Linked DNA regions of Bactrocera dorsalis: region 2 is linked to region 1. The links are chromatin contacts, called in public Hi-C maps. All regions are on one chromosome and are shown on one strand. Each heading gives the region's core, a stretch centred on a gene start, on an enhancer-like site or on the middle of the called end of the contact. The rest is flanking DNA. Distances are from core to core; before and after follow the strand shown.

Region 1 (6,703 bases), core at 2,013-4,512:
TTTCAAAATTTTAAATTCAAAGTCCACATTTTAACTGAATTATTTTATTCCTCACCATCTTAGCGAAACCACAGTTTCTCAAAAATGCATTAGCGCAAATCCAAAATGGCGAAAATAGCAATAAAACTCACTAAATTGTTGCCATTAGTAAAGCTCTCGTTTGTGGCTAAGAGTTCATTGAAAAGTTTGCTAGTTTTGTAATTAGTTTGAACGCTTGGCGGCGTGGATTTCGTGTATTTTAACACACACACACACGCACATGCTCATACAATTATTGAATATGTACATAAATATAAACACGTGTATACAAATGCATGTGGCATAAACTAGTTTCGCCAGCAAAATGAAAATTTACCGGAAAATTCACCGTTAGTTATTTGTTGTTGTTTTAGTGGGGGTGAAATGTAGAACGTTGGCGTTAAAAGCAATTATTCGCAATTACCCACACCCAGTGGTGAATCGCACGACTTCACGTTGTCGCAGGACTAAACCGCGCTTAATACGCAACACGCTTCCTTCTAAGTAGTTAAAAGCAGAAGTGCTAACCAACATGTTAAAAGCTCTCGCTGTCATTAACTTAATTACACACTCGCAAAACTATTATTTTCAAACAAATTCAGGGAAGCATTCCTATGCTTCCAACAACATTTGTTGCTCCTTTTATTTTGTGCAGCAATTTTCCCCTCTTTGATTTTATCCTCCTTTGCTTTTCACATTTTCAAATCCATTCTATGCTGCTAAGTGTCAGAGTGGAAGCTAATTTGCGGTTTCACCATGAATATTAGTTCCGATTCGGTTAGTAGTTGTTGCTGCTTTTGTTGGCAACCACAAACCTCGACGAGTTGAAACTATTGTGGATAATATTAAACCAATATTTATGTTTTATATACGTACAGATATACATTCATATGTTTGTCTTAATATACGCAGGAGCGATGGTAAAACTGAATTATGCAATAAAGGAGTGTGATTTTACGTACTTGTGGCATAGCTTTTATTATCTGAAGCATTAAATAGATTATCAATTTGAGAGCAAGTATATACTTTAACTTTATTTGACTGAAACCTCATACTTATACGTTTGGAAAGAGAACTCATACAATTTGGAGGAAATTAACAAGAGACTTCACTGTTTTTAAAAAGTTAGAAGTTAGACTTTCAAGATGAAACCCATCAGAAATGAAGAAAAATAGAAAACGGGCGATCTGAGGTTGGCCACCACAGGCACGCTTGCAGAAGTCCAGATGCTGAACCAAATTTTCGGCGGTTTTTAATCATAAATCGGATACTGCTGCAATTTCACGTTCGATATTTGTTCGAAGTTCATCAACCGTCGCTGGCTTGTTGGCATAGCTCATAGACTTGACGTAATCGTACAGGAAATAGTCTAACGGTGTCAAATCGCACGATCGGGGCGCCCAATTACTGGGCCATTTCGAAAGATAACTTCTTCTTCTTCCACCAAATTTGGTTTTCAATAAATCGGTTGTGACTTGTGGCGCCGTCGTGTTGGAACCACATATTGTCCACGTCCATATCATCCAATTCGGGTCAAAAAGTAAGACGTACCGGTCTTGACCATCACTGAAGAAGTACGGCCCAATGACGCCGCCGGCACCAAATTGTAATTTTTTCGGGATACAATGGTGCCTTTTAGAGAACGTACAAATGTACTTTCACAGGAATAAGGAATTTCATTGATATCCCAAACTATTTTATTTAAAGCGTTCTTATTGAAAAACCCGCTCTTAAAGTTGATTCCGCTGACTCCGAATTCTAGTAGTAAATTTTTAAAATGTTGACTCGTTGTTGGATCATATGTCTTTCCATGATGAAATGGCAAACCTTGCTGAAGAGAAATGTCAAAAGAGCGAGAACAAATATGTCGGTCTACTTTTATAGCGTCCCTATTGAAAACCCCTTATTGCTTTTGCTTACAGACTGGCTTGACATAACCTCAAAATTTATGGGAAATATTTTGGGTTTTTTTTATTTTTGTCTTGTACGAATAATTCTTTTCTGTCACGAAATTCTGTATAAATTTATTTTTTTTTGTGTACCTAACACACTGTATTTTTATTTAGTTTTTCTCCTTATACTTTATATAGTATATATACTTTACTATGGTAAATTTTCTTAGAAAATGCAAAAAAACCCATAAAAAGAAAAATCAGAAAGTATTTGGAAATCTTTCTATTATTAAGAGCGCGAGTTAGGTAAATCATACAAAAAATAAAATTCTTAATTGTTCTGTTTACATTGTGCCAAAAAAGCACCCGGAAATTGTAAATAAAACGCAAAATATTTAATTATCCATAAATATTTATTTCGTCCCCTTCTAGGTAATCCTCACCTGATGTAATACACTATAAGTATAAGCCAACAATTTTTTCAGTCCTCGAAACACTTTTTACAAGCTCTTTTTGGGATAGTCTTCAGCTCCTTCAAAGAATTTTGTTTTATTTCTTCGATCGAGGGCAAACGGATTCCATTCGAATGAGTGTGTTTTGACTTGTTTGCATGCCATGTCTCATCGGCAGCTATAATGCTTTCATGAATGTGGGATCGGTATTCGCAAGATCAAGCATGTTCAAAGAGACCTGTTTACGATAATCTTCTTGAAAAAATTTCAGCTTTATCGGATCAAGTCGAGCAAGAACGCGTTTCATACCCAAATTATCCACCAAAATTAGTCGAACGGACTGTCGGAAGATGTCGAGCTCTCTACCCATCTCTCTGCTGTAAACGTGCTCATATTTGGCATAGTAATTAAAGACAGTCCTACCCTACCCGGTGAATTTAATTATAATTTTCGTGTGTGTTTTTGTCACAATGCATTACAAAAGAACTTTCCACATAAGTATCGCTGCTGTTGAGGCATTTCTAAAGTTCCTATTTAATGCTATATTTAAATTTCAACACACTCAATTAATATAAAAATATTTGATATGCCAAAAGTTATAACCTTAACGAAATTTTATTCAGCCGGCCCCAACTTTCCCCTTCCACATAAATAGTTATATATGCCCAGCAACCAACAGGCCATTTGCCTTTCAACATTTTATTTAATAATAGTGGATGCATTCAATTATTTATTGTCTGCATAAATGGCCACTTTGCTTGTTGTCTCCATCGCCATTCCGCCACAATGCCCAATAATAATTTCAATTATTTAATAAATATTTTATTGCCTATCTATCAATCAAATGGATTGAAACGGAATGTGTGCCGAGCGTTCGGCTCATTCATAAACGTGACAAGCGGACATGTGGCCGTTTTGCTCCGGATTACTTTTTATCGCTTTCATTTTGCAGTGAATTTCAATTTATGTGATTAATTAGCGGAAAGCGAAAAAATAATTGTGTGTTTGGCGTTAATAAAATAAAAGAAAATCACGCATCGAGATAATTAATACTCGTATTTGTTCAAAGCAATTAATCGGCGTGCAGCACATTAAAAGATATTAAAATATGCATGCTGTATTATTTGTGTTGCCTGCTATGGCGAATGTGTTGAAAAATAAATTTAAAATTTGGACTTCTTTGGTTAAATTTTTAATGATATGCTGTTGCTAATATGCTACATACATGAAGGCTTTCATACCTTTTATTTATTTGAATTAAAGTAGGAAAAACAAAAGGATGGCAAGTCCCTTAAAAATATTTATAACTGCTTTCTTAAATATTTTAAGTTTTTTCGAATAAAATTTCCTACAGACCCAGCAACCATGTTCAAAATCGATTAAACCTTCAGTTTGGTAGAGTTCTGAATAAATTGTCGGGTTCGCTTTCCCTTTCACATTTTTCAACTGCTTCTGCGCTCCAGAGCTTTTTAGTGCGAAGGTTCAGGCAGAATAGAGCGTTTCAAATTTCAAAAAGTCCCATTAAGGTCAAATGAATTGAGCATCACCATTTTCATTGCCGCCACTGTAGGCAAAATTTTGTTTGTGGTAAACGTGTTCCTTGCATTTTTGTGAAAAAATTATGGTAAATTGATAAATGATGAATGTGTACGGAGATAAACCCAATTGAATTGTAAACCAAACAATTAAAACATTTTTTATAATTTTTTATTTATTACCGTTGCTGTGGTATTGAAATGACAAAACAATTGGGAACAATTAGTAAACCACTCATCAACTCAGCCATGTCATTTAAAAGTCATTAGGGCAAGTAATTTCGTAGCGCAACGAGTTCCAATGAAGAGGCTTGTCTGTCTGTGGCAGGTGGGCGATGACTTAAACAAGTGTAAAACTACTACTGACAAATGGTATTGAAGAGCATTTGCTAAAGTGCAGCAGCGAAAAAATTCCAATAATACAGTAGTTTCGTCGTAATAAATGGACCAACGATTACAATGCAACGTGCTGTGTCTTTTCATCTGTTGTATGCTTATCGGCTACTCGTGGCAGGTGATCGGTTTTTAATTACACACACTTTTTGCTGCATTTTCGGAGGGTAAATGACAATTTTTTCTCTCCACAGTACTGTTACGAGCTGAAAATACTGAGCTTTCGCAGCACCGACACGCCCAATTACCGACTAGTCATGAACTGGCAGAAGAATATGACTTTAACCGCGGCGACGTACGTCCGGAAAGCAGTCGCAACGCCGACCTGGCACCTCCAATTGCTCCAATTGAACACCAAACGCAATCAGTTAGGCAAAATCGAACCGCCGAAGTCGCTCTACAACGCCACCTATAAGACATGTGAGTTTTGGAAGTATGCGAAGCGCATACGAGTCTTCAGCAATGTGGCACAGCAGCTGCTCTCCAAGAGTGGTGGCAATATGAGCCTGGACTGTCCCTTGTCGGTGGGCACGTATGTCTTCAAAAATATCCACGTGCCGCCCGACACCGGCATGCTGAAGTTCATGTATTGGCCCAACACGATCTACACACTGCTCGGCACGGTCTACGATCAGCGGCCGAACAAGACTTTGGCGAAATTATGCCACTACGAGATCAACGGCACTGTTATCAAGTCGTGTTAAGTATTGCTTTACATTATCAGAAAACCAGTTAACTGTAAAAAATAAATATCGAAAAGCTTGCAATTCTTCGTTGAGTTAATTTAAAGTCTGCCGAAATAAACAAATTTGAATCTTTGTAAAATTTTGCGCTAGTTTTTTTTTTTTTTAATTAAGGGTCTGCGGTTTTAGCAGCGTTGCATGTCGAATTGCATCCCTGTGCGTGTGACCCAATTCCGACGGCTCGCCAAGGGAGCTTAATTATGCAAACATTAGTTTTATTTTCCTTTTCTCATTTCCTGACTTTTTGTTATAATAACGGCGCATTGTTGTTGTGCACTGTTGCATTCTTGCTTTTTGCTTTGGCGGCTTTCTAACATCCGCGCGACTTTAGCGCCAATCAAGCAAATGCAGGGCAAACAGGGCGCGTTGCACGATGCATGTTGCACAAAAGCCGTAAGAGCTGCGTGCCGCGGCACACTTTGCGGTGCAATTTTTTCTAATTACCGCTGCTTTGAGCGCAGCGCAAAAATTCCATTGTTTACATGGTATGTATTCCCCTGAGTGCGCGCCTATTGGAGCTCCTGTGTGGCACACAATCCTGCGGCATCGGCTTTTGAGGCTCTTTGCGGGTTCAAATGCTGTGTTGGCTGTTGTTTTTGTTTTTGCACAAAATTATTTTGAATTTTTAATTAGCAACGTCTATAGGTGGATTTTACTACGCTAATATTCCAGCGAAAACAAAAGGGAAACGAAAAAATATTTCTATTCGCTGTGATGATAATGAGACATGAAACCAGAATTCCGGAAAATTATGTGTTTAATAATGAAAATTAGATTTAGTTAGCTTTTTTAATAAAAATCATTTTTTTGTGTTTTTTAATTTACCTCAAAAAAAAAAATGTTGACAGCTGTGTGCACAATGGGTCCGCATTCGCAAACAATGGAACAAAAACAGATTCGAATGCGACTCAGCAACCATTGGAGCGTTTTAAAAAGGATAAAGTGGATTTTGTGCGTCGATTCGTCACTATGGATGAGACTTGAGTTTATCATCATGATCCTGAATCAAAACAAGAGGCTAAAGAGTGGTGTGGTCCTGATTATTCGGCTTCGAAACGAATTCGTGTCCGGAAATCGGCCAAGAAGGTTATGGCATCCGTTTTTTGGGTTTCGAGAAGAGTTTTGTTTGTTGATTACTTTTAAAATAAATAATTCTGAATATTATTGCAACCTTCTGAATCAGTTGAAGAAAAAAATTCGTGAAAAAGACACGGTTTGCAGAAGAACAAAATCCTGTTTCATCAGGAAAATGCAACGTGTCACAAAAGCATGGCTAAAATCCATGAATTAAAGTTCGTATTGTTGGAGCATCCATCGTATTTATCAGATTTGGCCCCCAGCGACTTCCATTTGTTTCCAGAACTCAAAAAATATGTGCGTGGCAAGCGTTTTTCATCAAATGAAGAGATCATAACGGCTGTTGAATAGTATTTTGCAGACCTTCCGGATTCTCACTTCAGGGATGGAATCCACAGGATTGGAAAATCGTTGGAGCAAGTGTATTAATATTCAGGGAGATTATACTGAATAATAAAGTGTATTTTGAATCATAAAATTGTGTTTTTCTTGTCAAACAACTAAACTTATTGAGCAATCTGGTAAATATAAAATTTGCGGGCGGCAGCCACGCATGCAATTTTTCAGTCAGAATTTATTCAAGCAATTTTATC
Region 2 (6,703 bases), core at 1,319-3,818, 36 kb before region 1:
TCATTCTTGCCTTTTATTTATAGGGTAATCAAAAAAGTCTTTTCGTATTTCTAATCAAGCTTCAAATTATTTTTTTCTCTATTTATAATGAACTTAAATGAACCAATCATTTCGGTCGACCACTTTTTGCCATTTTTCCGCCAGAGACATTATTCCTGTGTTAAACTTTTCTGGTTTCTCGCCGAAAAAATGCGACAAGTAATTTTCGCAGTCAACTTTACTCCGTTAAGGGAGTTCTGCATTGATCGAAACAAATGGTAGTTCGATGGTGCAAGGTCAGGGCTATAAGATGGATGTATCAAAACTTCCCAGCCAAGCTCTCCCAGTTAATGGAAGACGAGGCCCTTTCTGTTGATTAGTTCTGTCCGTTTTTTTCGTTTGTTCAATCGTTCGACCAGGCTGGAGAAGCTCATAGTGAATGATTCCTTTCCAATCCCACCAACACTCAGCTTCACCACGCTTGGACCATTATCTTTTTATCACATTATTGACGTATTTGATGCACTTTTTGTCTCCTGTTACCATTGGCTTCAGAAATGGTTCGATTTCATTTAGTTTCAGTAAAGAATCACATGTGTTAATTCGGTCCATTAAATTCTTCACAGACAATTCATGTGGTACCCAAACATCGAGCTTATTTTTGTAGTCTTTTTTAAATGGGAGAACGTTAAGTTCCTTAGTGATGTCATGGCTACTTGTGTGACGGCCCTAGTCAATCTTTTCCATAACTTCATCGACTTTTTCCACGATAGGCACGATAGGTCGACCAGAGCGAGGGGCATCTTTCACATCGAAATTTCCAGAACGGAGCGAGCGAACCATTTTTTAAACTTAACAAATTTCTTTGGTGGCTTGCGTGGCATTTTTCTCTTTTTTATATAAAAAATTTCAAAATATGGCGAATTTATTCATTATTTTCACTAATTTTTGAACAGCTGTAGCTTTTTTTCAAATTCTCCGAATTTAATTTATTTTTTGGTTAAATGAAGCTTAAAATATCGCTATTCCAACGCTATATGGTATGACACAATGTGATTGATAGTACTGGAGATACATATACGACCGCAACGACATCTATTGACAAAATACGAAAAGACATTTTTGACTACCCAATATTTTACTTTACTGCAAAAAATTTTAAATTATAAAATAATTTTAGTAATGCATCGGTATAGTGATTTAAAGTACCACATATGTATGTATAACGGATTCAAATATGAGCTAATCAAAACTGTTATTCCTAAGCCTTAGTACCATACCAAAACACATCTACAAAGACGTTTTTTTAAATTTTAATCGCAGCAAAGTCATAGGTGACCTAATAATGTTGGTCCAAAAGGGTGAACCCGGCGGTGCAAACCTTTATAATTTCTATTATAACCCCCTAAACAAAGAGTACCAACCTGCCTACTGTATTTGTTGAACTAATGCCCTAATCCGGCTTTTGTGGCACAAAAACAAAGCAAAAAAAGAAATCACAAAAATATGAGCACAGCCACTCACAATTTATAACGGAACCTATGCAAATGGAAAGCTTACCAACAAATCAACACAAACATTTCGCTCAGTGTCAAACGTCAGCATAAGCCAAACGAAACAAAACAGAAAAATGTTGTGCGGTGTGGCGATAAAAAGGGTCAAGTAGGGTCAGTTTAAATATATTACAAAATGAAGGGTTTTGGGTAAACGAGTGTAAGTGAAATTTATGCAAATCTTTTTCTCATAATTTATAAAACATTTAGCTTAGACAAAACTTATGCACATACTAGGGTGAGCCAAAAGGCCTAACGTAATGAGTTGTTAGGTTAAAATGAATCTAAATGTATAAAGAGAGAAAAATATCCCTCTAGGAATTTTGGTTTAATATTAAATGGTTAATATAAATGATTAAAATAGCCAGTTTCCGTTTTAAAAAATACGAAAGTTTAGTTGCACTGAACGATCCCATCAAGCTTCTAAGAAGAAGTTGCGATCTCTCAGCTGCCGTTTACCTACCTCACAAACGCTATTGCTCTATATAGTATAAATTTGCAGATCGTTTATTTTGGATTGGTTAATAATAGGACCAAGTCGAAAGTCGTTTCTTTCAGAAACTTAGTGGTTTTAGAACTAAATATATTTGTAACTATGTATATGATATTAAATATATTTCGAATCACACTCTTCTAATACAAATTTCTAATTCAGTCGATAGGGAATATATTAAAGGAATAAACAAACAAAAACTTCAAGTTGTCAGCCAACAAACTCAATAATTAACAAGAAGTTAAGAGCATTACATACCCATCTCGGCAAGCGCCCGTCATGGCGAGGGCCTTGTAGCGTGCCTGCTCGTCGGTCGGCAGCACAATGTCCACAGATCGCGAACGGGTCGCATTTATATTCGGCACGGTGAGAAAACAGCCATCCTCGCTGGGCTGCAGCTCCTCCGTTTTGCCGGCCGACGACATTTTCGAAAAGCACGAGTCCACCGAGGCGGCACGGTCGCGCTTCAAATCAGGTACAGTTAAATAAATATCACGTACAACCAGCGCATGTTTAGCTGCTGTCGGCGAGCCACAAGTAGCCACTGTGGACGCCTCATCCACCGAATCCACTGCCTCCACGGACGACTTAAGATCCTCGCCCTGCGATACATTCTCCAGCGAATTGCCTGTTGGCTCAACGAAAATCGCTTCTTGTCGTGAGATGGAGCGCCGACGTGGACGCATGGCGGTCGGTGAGGGCGGCACTGCAGCAGCATCATCTGCATCCGCTGCGCTCAAACGGCTGCTAAAACCAGGTGGTGGCGGCAATGGCAAATCAAAGATGGGTGAATGAGGCAATAGTTCAAGTGGTGAGATCGGCGGAGGTGGTGGCAATTCCATCATCGGACTGTCGCATACGGACAGCGAAATGGATGGTGAAGGTGGTGGCGAGCCGGGATCGATGGGGAAAGCATATGGAAAGGGCGGGCAATCGCCGTTTGTGGGCGACAGTGTAAATGTGATGCCGCATGGTGTCGTCGGCAAAGGTGGCAGCAACGTATTACCAAAGTGTGGCGAATCATGTTCGGATTCTTCCAGTCCTTCATCTTCCGATGTGGTCACTGAGCTGCCAATAGTATGCCGACGCATTTGACGTGGCAGACGTGCACGTGACTCCTCAATGCTGCTGCCCGTGCTCAAACCACCCAGTCGGATGTCCATCTCCAGTGCCGCATCATCGTATTCATATGAACCACCACCAGTTTCGGTGCCATCACCAGTGGCGGCATCCTCCTCATCGTCCTCCTCCACCACCTCATCGTCCGCCGTCACACTCACACCATCGATGTCTGTATCGTCGTCAGAACTGCTGTAACCGTATGACAGCGATATCGATTCGCGCCTATCGCCCGGCATGAAACGCTGTTCTGACTTCTGCTGCTTCAAATATTCCTCCAAGTACATACAGTGCACACACGGTGGTGGCGTTTTCGTTGACGAACTCCGACGCGCCTTGTTACGGCGTGGCACTTCCAAGAATGTGCCCGAGTCATCGCTGCCCGCAGAAGCCGCCGCCGAGTCGAAGGAATGTGAGCGTTGCGTGTGCGTGGCTTGCGGCACCTGCAGCAGACCCGTGTCCAGCGAGCGTTCATCCGTCGATGACGAGGACTGTTGCTTGAGCAGGTGAGACGAGACGCGTTGCGCCTCTAATTGCATTTCATCAAACGAAGCGGAACGCACCTGTTGGCGGGCGAAAAGCGCGAATAATTACCATTCATTATCCGCAAACGCGCGGAGCGGAGGGTTTGGAGAGAGAGAAAAGTGAAAGAGAAAATGTTGAGGTTATTAAATGGCGCACGGTGCTGCTGTTGTACACTTATAATTTGCTTTAATTTACGACGCGATTGCATGCAAACACTCATACAACCGTACAAGCACAAAAACAATAACTATAAAATTGTGGACTCAGCTGCGTGCTGCGCTTAAAATAGAAACAAAGCTAAATAAAATAATTTTAAACACATTTTGAAATCTAGAACGGATATGCAGGCCGGTGATTGAGGGGCGTGGTGCAGGCGGTGTGTGGACATGCAATTAGATATGAGCGTGTGATGTGTGTAAAGAACATGTTAAAACGCCACATGCAAGGCTGGCAATTGGAACGGAAGTGGTCAACGGTGCTTGCTGGCAATTATTACTGAGATAAGCACTCGCAAAGAGTGGGCGAACCGAATACTGTGGAGCTTGAAATGGACGGTATGGACTACGTTAAATCAATTCAAAGGTTTTTTAATTTATGTATTGTTGTTTTATTTGTTCTTCTTTTCATTATTGAAATTAAATAACATTATCTTTTATATTTAATTTTTTTTTTAATTTTTTTATTTTTAACTAATCCCATAATTCATTACCTGCAAACGTAATATCTTTCAATTACTGTAAAAGGCCAAAAACAACTTACTCAGCAGTCCAACCCATCTCCCCCTCCGACATAAAAATAAATATTTTAAATAATCCATAAGCTAATATGTGCTCGCATGCGTTTGTGTGCGTGTGTGTATGTCGTTGTCGGAGGTGTAGGCGTCGGTTTAAGCGGATTAACACTGAAAAGTGTCCAAAATGAGTGACAGGCAAAGTTTTTATTGTTTTTTCTGTTTTGCAATACCGTCGCAAACAACTGTCCACGGGCTAAAACAACAACACAAATATTTATTTTTTGCACATAAGAGCATTTGTAGTTGTCTGTGTGTGTGTGTGGTCGCTGTGTTTGTGTGCTGGCAGGTGCTCCAGTGCAAATATGCTGATCATATGTCAAAAGGGATTTACATGTGAAATTTATGATTATTACGACAGCAGTCCGTTAACGGTATTGTTTTTGCCGCCACCCTGCTGGTCGTCAGCATCGGCATCGTGCTACTTTTCGGTTTTGATTATACTCGTTACTCGTTTCAACGTTTGCACGAATATCCGCCAATTTTCACACACATTACGCCTAAAAGTATGCAAATATGTATTTATAAAAGAGATTTACATGCAACACGTGCCGTTCCAATAGCGTGCCCGTGTGGATGTATGCGGAGGGGTGTGCAATGTGGCATGTCACCCGGTCAAATGGCAAATACACAGTCATTGGAGTTCACACGTACATACCTACATACATACATATATTGTATTTGTACATCGAGGATGTTGTAATGGCAAAAGTATAATTTTCATAACAGTTGTTATAATTTCTGTTGTGTTTTTTCACAATCACTGTGTGATTTACCGTTATTGTGCTTGTATTAGTGCTTGCACATTTTTATGTCCTTGCGAACTGCTTTTCACATAGTCATTGTATCCGGAGACACGAATCACGCATAAAAAGTTGTAGAAAATGTTAATAAAAAAGAACTAGGTTGAGCTCATGCTTTCGATCTGATGGTATGAATCCAACAAAAATATTGTGAGTTCAGTAAATGCGGCACCATAAAACCCCTGACAATTAGTTAGCTTTAACGGGTATACACCCTTTTTGGGCTTAAGAAAATGCACAAAGGCGAAATGCCTTTAAGGAACCCCATTCTGTGGTTATCTCTCCATAAGCTCTGATATTCTGATTCATATACTCAAGATATCGCACGAAAGCCGTACGCCAGACCCTTATTCAGCGAAGATTTCTGCTAAGTTATCCGATAGACTTCTAAGTGTGTAAGCAGATTCAGTAAGTTAATTCTCATCTAGAATTCTGTCATAACCGGTTTTTGCCACAAATTAGTATTAAGAAGGAGCTCAAAAAATGTGTTACCGCTTCCCTAAAAGAACAGCTCAACATGCCTTGGCTATATATTCTATACCGTATATAATCTTTACCATTCGAATATGTATGAAAAAATATGAAGCTGTGAGCATTGAATTGCAACGAGTTTCGTTTTTCTTGCCTTAGTGGTGGCAATTCGAGTCTCGCGACAGGAACACTTTTGATATCATCATGTTTTGTCTAAACATATATTTTTGCCCGTATTAAAAAACCAATCAATGAGAAAATACTCAACTTTTGTAAAACTTTTCGTCGCAAAGCAGATCTTTGTTATTATAAAAACATGGCCAAAGAGCATCTTGAAAGCGGTATTTAACAGTAGCTTAATATTGATGAATTTGTGCACTGAATGAAGTTTATATGAATTTGTTCGAGTGGAGCAATTGAAATTACATTAATTTTATTTAATAATAGTTTTTAAATATTGTCATGCAACATCAAGAAACATTGTGTCATTAACAAAAAATAAAAAAAGCTTAAACTTTTCAGAGCGTCATGCTTCGCTCGCGCAACTTTTGGCTTGTAAAAACACAAAAATAAAGCAACAGCAGCAACAAAATCAAGTACAACAATTTTAAGAAAAGTAAAAATTGCTGAAATTAACATCCACAAGGGGTTCGCACCTGTTTCGGCACCTCGAGACTGTTTTGGGTTTTCATCTCGGCGCCGGTGGGGGTGCGCGAGCGCGTGAAAGTCGTACGCAGACGCTGCATTTTGCCGTTACTTCCTCTGCACAAGTGTTAATTACGCCTTGCTGCTGCTTTGTGCTCTTCGCCAAGCTTTTTGTGTCTTAATTTTTGACTAGTTTAATTGCAGGTTCACTTTGAGTGCCCGCTTTGCTTGTTATCCGCCCGCCTCTGCTTGCTTCACTGGTTTGATTTTTTGTTTTATATCTATTTATTGCTGTAATTTACGGTATCCTATCTGTTAGTTGTTT

What was found. Hi-C and Micro-C count contacts between places; a contact is called where the count stands out from the background.
Region 2: a Hi-C map of whole body shows a contact between it and region 1, with 1.9 times the contacts expected there. The contact joins the enhancer-like site here to the promoter of LOC105225569 in region 1. A contact is called at or near these places in 2 of 2 Hi-C or Micro-C datasets (both in whole body).

What each region holds. Positions count from the first base shown.
Region 1 is chr4:72,214,456-72,221,158 of ASM2337382v1, reverse strand. LOC105225569 reads left to right here and starts at 3,262. Exons shown (of 3, transcript XM_011204097.4): 1 at 3,262-3,361; 2 at 4,125-4,411; 3 at 4,485-5,117. The coding sequence starts at 4,340. The coding sequence ends at 4,994. The region is part of intron 2 of LOC105225548 (eye-specific diacylglycerol kinase); the gene reads right to left.
Region 2 is chr4:72,250,171-72,256,873 of ASM2337382v1, reverse strand. It overlaps LOC105225548 (eye-specific diacylglycerol kinase), which reads right to left. Exons shown (of 19, transcript XM_049455791.1): 3 at 6,390-6,703; 4 at 2,284-3,707. The coding sequence starts at 6,479. Among protein-coding and RNA genes, the nearest start is that of LOC125778420, 31 kb to the left of the region's middle. Within about 2 kb of position 2,568, the one cell type or tissue checked has open chromatin away from gene starts, as enhancers often do.